2 separate regions of the Cyprinus carpio genome follow, and region 1 is linked to region 2. Evidence: chromatin contacts called from public Hi-C data. All regions are on one chromosome and are shown on one strand. Each heading gives the region's core, a stretch centred on a gene start, on an enhancer-like site or on the middle of the called end of the contact. The rest is flanking DNA. Distances are from core to core; before and after follow the strand shown. Region 1 has its middle 21 kb from the start of LOC122140416. Region 2 holds the start of serf2a (small EDRK-rich factor 2).

The links. Hi-C and Micro-C count contacts between places; a contact is called where the count stands out from the background.
Region 1: a contact with region 2 is called in a Hi-C map of liver, with 3 times the contacts expected there. The contact joins the enhancer-like site here to the promoter of serf2a in region 2. A contact is called at or near these places in 3 of 8 Hi-C or Micro-C datasets (liver and skeletal muscle).

What each region holds. Positions count from the first base shown.
Region 1 is chrB18:14,640,931-14,644,031 of ASM1834038v1, forward strand. It overlaps the pseudogene LOC109108871. Among protein-coding and RNA genes, the nearest start is that of LOC122140416, 21 kb to the left of the region's middle. Within about 2 kb of position 1,526, at least 1 of the 8 cell types and tissues checked has an H3K27ac peak or open chromatin away from gene starts, as enhancers often do. A contact at or near this core is called in liver, where this site is marked.
Region 2 is chrB18:14,573,315-14,576,487 of ASM1834038v1, forward strand. serf2a (small EDRK-rich factor 2) reads right to left here and starts at 1,725. Exons shown (of 3, transcript XM_019121978.2): 1 at 1,594-1,725. The coding sequence starts at 1,600.

The DNA of each region.
Region 1 (3,101 bases), core at 276-2,775, 67 kb after region 2:
TATTTTTATGTAGTTATCAAACCTATTCAAACTGATGCTTTCAAGACATTCCAACAACTTTTCAAAACCTCTTCTATCCCTAACAATTAGAAAATTTTACCATGGGGATGATGTTTATGCTCACAAGGCATAAAAACATATATATGAATGACAAACGAAGATGTTTTTACTACAAGAAGCCTGAAAGTCTTGTACATTTAGCCTCAGTGTGTTGTGCAATAGCATGCTTCCTACAAACCCACATTAAACTCATATAATTAGCAAATGTGATTTTTATTTTTATTTTTTCAGAAATAGGCGAGTACAAAACGTTCCATCATGAGACAGGTTTTGGTACAGCAAGTACCTTTTCTAGGGAAGTAATAACTTAGTTGCTTTATCAGGACATGCTGCTTAGAGTTTTACAGACAAACTGAGGAGTGTTTTGGAGAGACAAAATTTTTTTGCTGTGCATTTTTTTTTTTTTTTTTTTGTTATACAAGAGTATTTCCATTGCTTAAAATAGCCATTTAATAGATCTGAAGCATGAGGGTATAAACAAACATCCGATCTCATAATTGCACTGTTTGCGTGTGTGCATTTATAGTGGGCAGTTATGTATTTAGAAGTGTATATTTAGATTGAAATTAGACCTTATTGACACAAGTCTATTTTTTTTTTCACATTACAGTATATCAAGATTCCTGCTTCCTCGGATTCTCCTGATGCATTCCGTGTCTTCTCCTTCTACCTGTCCAGTGACAGTAAAGACAAACCTCAGGCCAGCTTCGACTGTATTCACCAGTATGTTTCTGGGTAATATTGATTTTTAGTAGTAGAATTAATAATAATTAAATAAGGTTATTTGTTTTTAAATAAATAAATAAATAAATATAAATATATATATATATAATATATATATAATATATATATATATATATATATATATATATATATATATATATATATATATATATATATATATATATATATATATAATTGAAAACTTTGAAAAAAAAAATATTATTATTAAAATTGTATAAACATGACATCCTGTTATTTTAGACCACATACAATGAAAGACAGTTCAGACTTACCACAAAATTCTGACAAGCTTCTGTCCTTTTGTTAATATTTATTTGTTTAATGTTATTTGAATGAATGTGGAAGCACCATAAATATAATTCTTCTGAAAAATGATTTTAATGAGTATTACTGAAATTACTAAATAATAACTTGTATTAGTTATTATGTCTTGAATGTTAAATCAGTGTGTTGAGCGTAGGTTGTTGTTTGTTATGCTCAACATTTACTTTGACCTTTGAACCCAAGTTCCATTACAGTATTTAGCGTCACGGTCAGTTGTGAAGTTGCTGTCTCTTGATCGGGGTGGCACTGATCTGTTCTCTTTCCAGCTCAAAGGAGACTTGTAGTCTGACAATACTCCGCTTGTCTCGCTGAAGAATAGCATTAGATAGGTTTGTGGGAAAGAGGATGCAAAGCAACTCCACAAAAACCGGTTAAGGCCATTAGTCATAAATTAGTCACTGACTTTCCGGCTGCTTTGTGGACAAAGGAGCAGCTGTAACACTTAGCAATGGGGAGAGAGGCGTTAAACATGTCAGTCTGTACATAGCAGGCTGATTCTCAGAGCTTTCAAGGAAATTTCTGCAGTGATGTTTACACTAATTTAGATGTAGCCTTTTATTCACATTGTGTTCTTTTAAAGGGGTCATATGACGTTGCTAAAAGGAACATTATGTTGTGTATTTGGTGTAATACAATGTGTTATGTGGTTAAGGTAAAAAAAAAAACACATTATTTTCTATATAATGTACATTATTGTTGCTCCTCTATGCCCCGCCTTTCTGAAACGCATCGATTTTTACAAAGCCCAACGCTCTGAAAAATTGAGGTGTGCGCTGATGGCCCAGCTATCCAGTGCGTTGTGATTGGCTGAATGCCTCAAGTGTGTGACGGAAATGTTACGCCACTTAACATACTGTGATGCCATCTCCCAGCACGATGAGAAAAAAACAATAAAACCCATTACAAATGAGGCATTTGTTGCATCCAGTGGGCACATAATTACTGATTATAATGACGTATCGCTCCGCGTAAACATAAAACCATTTCTGCATTTGTGATCGGAGAAACGACAAACAACAAGCGCTACTCTACACTGCTCAAAACTCACGTTTGAATCATCATTGGCAAATTCTTTAAATATAAAAAATGTACTTACAGGCTGTGAATCAGAAGCGCCAGACTGTCCTTCCAAAGTTGGAACTGCCTCACTTTATAGAACAGCCTTTGAACACAGACCCATTGTAAGCTATGCTGAACTGCAGGTTCAGGAAATGGTCCTCCATAAAATGCATCACACAGTGTCACACAGGGAGAGTGAGGAACAGCCAGCGGATTCGACAAAGGAGCGGCCGTCGGGCTTGCACCAACCACATGTGACAACCCCTGGCTGGACTCTACTTTGTCCACAGTGAAAGCTGATCCGGCGATCCACAGCGCAAAGTTGATGTATTTCCTCAGTGACTAGAATGGATCAGCTCTAGGGATGACGAAGTGGATATAGTCCTCTTGTGGAAGGCCAAACAAAGTAGCTTTCACAACAAAACACACAGCATCTCCACAACATGGCAGCGGCAGCAACAACAATACTACAGCGAGAATAAAAGTTACGCCTATCTTTGAGTGACCATTTGGGCGGTGTTATGCAGATCTTCCCACATAGTGACGTAGATGTGTGGGGGTGTGTTTAAACAAGGCATTTTAGGAGGGCATGGACAAGTCTAAACTTTTATAAAGAATATCTCTTTGGGTTTGAGACTTTAGTCTTTACAACTTTACAGATCTTGTTCATGCTCCAAGAGCTTGTAACCCTCCAAAGAGAAAGGAAAAATTGAAATCGCATCATATGACCCATTTAAACATTTTTCACACAAAATTCATAAATTAGAATACACTTTTTCTATCTATCTATCTGTCTGTCTGTATGTTGATTTGTACTACAAAAATAAAGCTTTTTATTATTATTATTATTTTTTTAAACAGAACACATTTTTAATTTTAATAATTTTCACAATGTTACTGTTGGAACTTTTACT
Region 2 (3,173 bases), core at 475-2,974:
ATCAACATCATTTTATTGGAAAACCTGTTGCACACAATCTAAAGCCCGAGACACACTGCACGATTTTCGGCTGTCCCAGACAAAAGATTGGCATCCTGAAACAATCGTGGCGATTTCTGTGATCGTGGCTCCTAATCGGTGGTCGTATGTCGTACAGTGAGAGAGGTTCAAAGATGGCCATTGTCACAGTCTTGCGACCAAAGATAGCTTACGATAATTTTCTGGAAGTGTCAGAAATTCAGCATGTTCATCACACATTGTGTTTGCAGTTACGACCCACCTTTACTGACCAACCAGTAAATTTCTTCCACTTTCTTTCAGCACACACAAACTACAACTGTCAAAATGTGATTCATAATGCTCTTTTTGTTTACCACTAGCGCATGCTTATGAAGTTTTATTCTTCTATAGAAACGTGCGTCGTAGCCTACGAGTCAATAGGTGTCATCATCTTACAGTCTACATGCATGTTGTACCCAAGTTTATTAGATCCATGTCACACAGTGTGACCAGCAATGATATTATAGATTGTTAAAATCGTGCAGTGTGTAGAAGGCTTTAAACATACCTTCAGCCCTCGATTCATAGTTTTTTACTATGTTAAAAAGCCTTTTAGCATAATTCTATAAACAAGTCCACCTTCAGGCCATAACACACATGCAGTTTTTTCCACCATGTAAAATATTATTGTCAGTAACATTTCAAAAACTTCATTTACTAGACCAAAGCAAATTGATTATTCAGAACATTTTTTTTCTTTCTTTTTAGGAAAATTTAAATGTCGCGAGGAACCAGGAATCTGCAAGTTATCATTGCATTGTTTTGCTAACCACAATGAAAACTACAGAGCTTTCATCACAAATCCTAAACACGTAAATGTCATCTTTACTAAGATAAGGAGATACAGAGTGACAGTTGTGATTTATGTGCATTTTATGTAGGTTGCTACACTGTTATAAAAATCTCACTGGTTCAGAAGCTATCACAATTGTATTTACTTTTGTCCATTACCCACACACACAGTTTGGACTTCTGAATATATCATACTATATAGTCCTTAAGCCATAATATGATACAAAACAAACAGGTTCAATTCACTATTACATTAAAAATTAATAATAAAAATAATTGCTGACTTATTTGTCAAGGTTTAGTGTAAGATCTCATCATTTGAGAATTTTCTTTCCTATGAGGATGCATGTTTAAAAAACAAATACGAGTGATATGCCCTCATGTGGAACGCATAGTTTGACTCACAGATGCTGAATCAGTTTTATTTCTGACAAGAAGTTTATCATAATGTAATTCAATGCCAACAACTGTTTCAGCCGCTTTAATTGTCACAGCTTGAAAGGTGTGTGCGTTATACCAACATACCATTTGTTAACGAATTTAGGATAAATGAAAATATAATTTGATGTGATGAACCCATTTGAAAACATGTACCGTTAACTTAATCGTAATTTTAAACTGCACTGTCAGTCAATCCCACAGGCCTCACACACCGTGACCGAGATAAGAGCTCTCACACACGTCTGACAGCGACCTAATATTGCTTAACTGAACCCATGTAAGATCTGTAGATATACTCACTGGTCATTTTTGATCAGTTTTGTCCGATTTTCAGATTAGCTCACCCAAAGGGCCGCTATCTTATTTCCCAACCAACAAACCGATGTCTTTACTGTCCGGCCTCAAACTTACTCTAGAAGAATCTACAGCATCGCGAGATCTTTGGGCACAGGAGGCAGTCATTTGATTGGATGCGACATGTGACGTCAGGCACGGGGAATGTTGTCATTGGTGAAACTCGACCTATACCAAAGACTACAGAATACCCTTATATGCTTTTTTTATTATGAATGACATTTTGAAATGTAAAAGAGAAATGTTTTAAAGTTTTAATTATGTTATTATGAAAATACCTTAAGTGGGCTCTTTGCAGTCCAAATTTCTTTATTTTAATTTTATACATGAGGAACAAACTAAAAACATGTTTTAAAAGCACTGAATTTTACTTTTTTTTCTTTCTTTTTTGGCAGTGTTGTTTTTTTTGTTTGTTTTTAAAGCATTTATTAATAATAATAATAATAATAATGTACATATATTTACCTTTATACAGTCTATGATATTTAGTTTTAGGTTTATAATAATAATAATAATAATAAACAATATAAATTAAGAAATTTTAAACTGTGGATTTTTGGTAATTGTAGATTTGGTGTTGATATGTGTGTGATATTGTTTCCTAGATATTAAATCAATAAAAAAGCTTTAGGTTGGGGTAGAGAATGATGCCTACGAGCTACAGGCACAGGTCCAAAAAGAAAAAAAAAATCAAATAAATTACATTACTTTTTATTGATTTTGTGGTGACGTAAAATAAGAAATATCTAAACTTTTATTTGTTTAATGCTTTTTTTTAAGCATTTTAAGTCATCATGAGCCCCTCCGCTATGTTTGCCGAACCACTGCTTTAGACATTTTTTTTTTCTTTTTCTTATTAGGTCACCTTAAAAAAATAAATAAAAAAAATCCATCAATTAAAACATAGCCTACATTCCTGTATTTTTTTATTTTTTATTTATACCATAGCAAAGCAAAGCAGAACTGACACTTCAGCCATTCATCTGAGACATGCCACCTGCGCTGCTCAATGACAACGCCTGCATCATGATACAACAGTCAGCGACAGAATCTGTGATCTGTGATTCTCCTCCAACATGCCACACCAACTGGTTTGGGCAACAATAGATTACTCAGCCATCATATTAGATCCTGTGTACAGATGAGTCACTGTTCAGTCTGTTTACAGGAGTGCCAGAGTGTGGAGGAGGACAGAGTAATGCTCAGGAAACTGAACCTTGGAGTACCAGAGTAATTGTGTGGGTTAGTATTCAAGGCCGGATGTAGTTACATTTCCGTAAGCAGCTGTAAAGTCAACATGAAATCAAAAATGGACCTTATTTACTTTCCTAATGCATTTTCCTGGTGTCATTCATTATGAATGATTCGTTATTGCACGTTATTTCACAGAAAATAAAAATATATATATTTATATAATCTATTGGTTTTCAACATTTTTTACCCATAGTCCAACACAATATTCAAACAAACAACTCCCCATTTAATTAATATAATATATTTCCTCTGGTATTTCAGTTGCAATTATG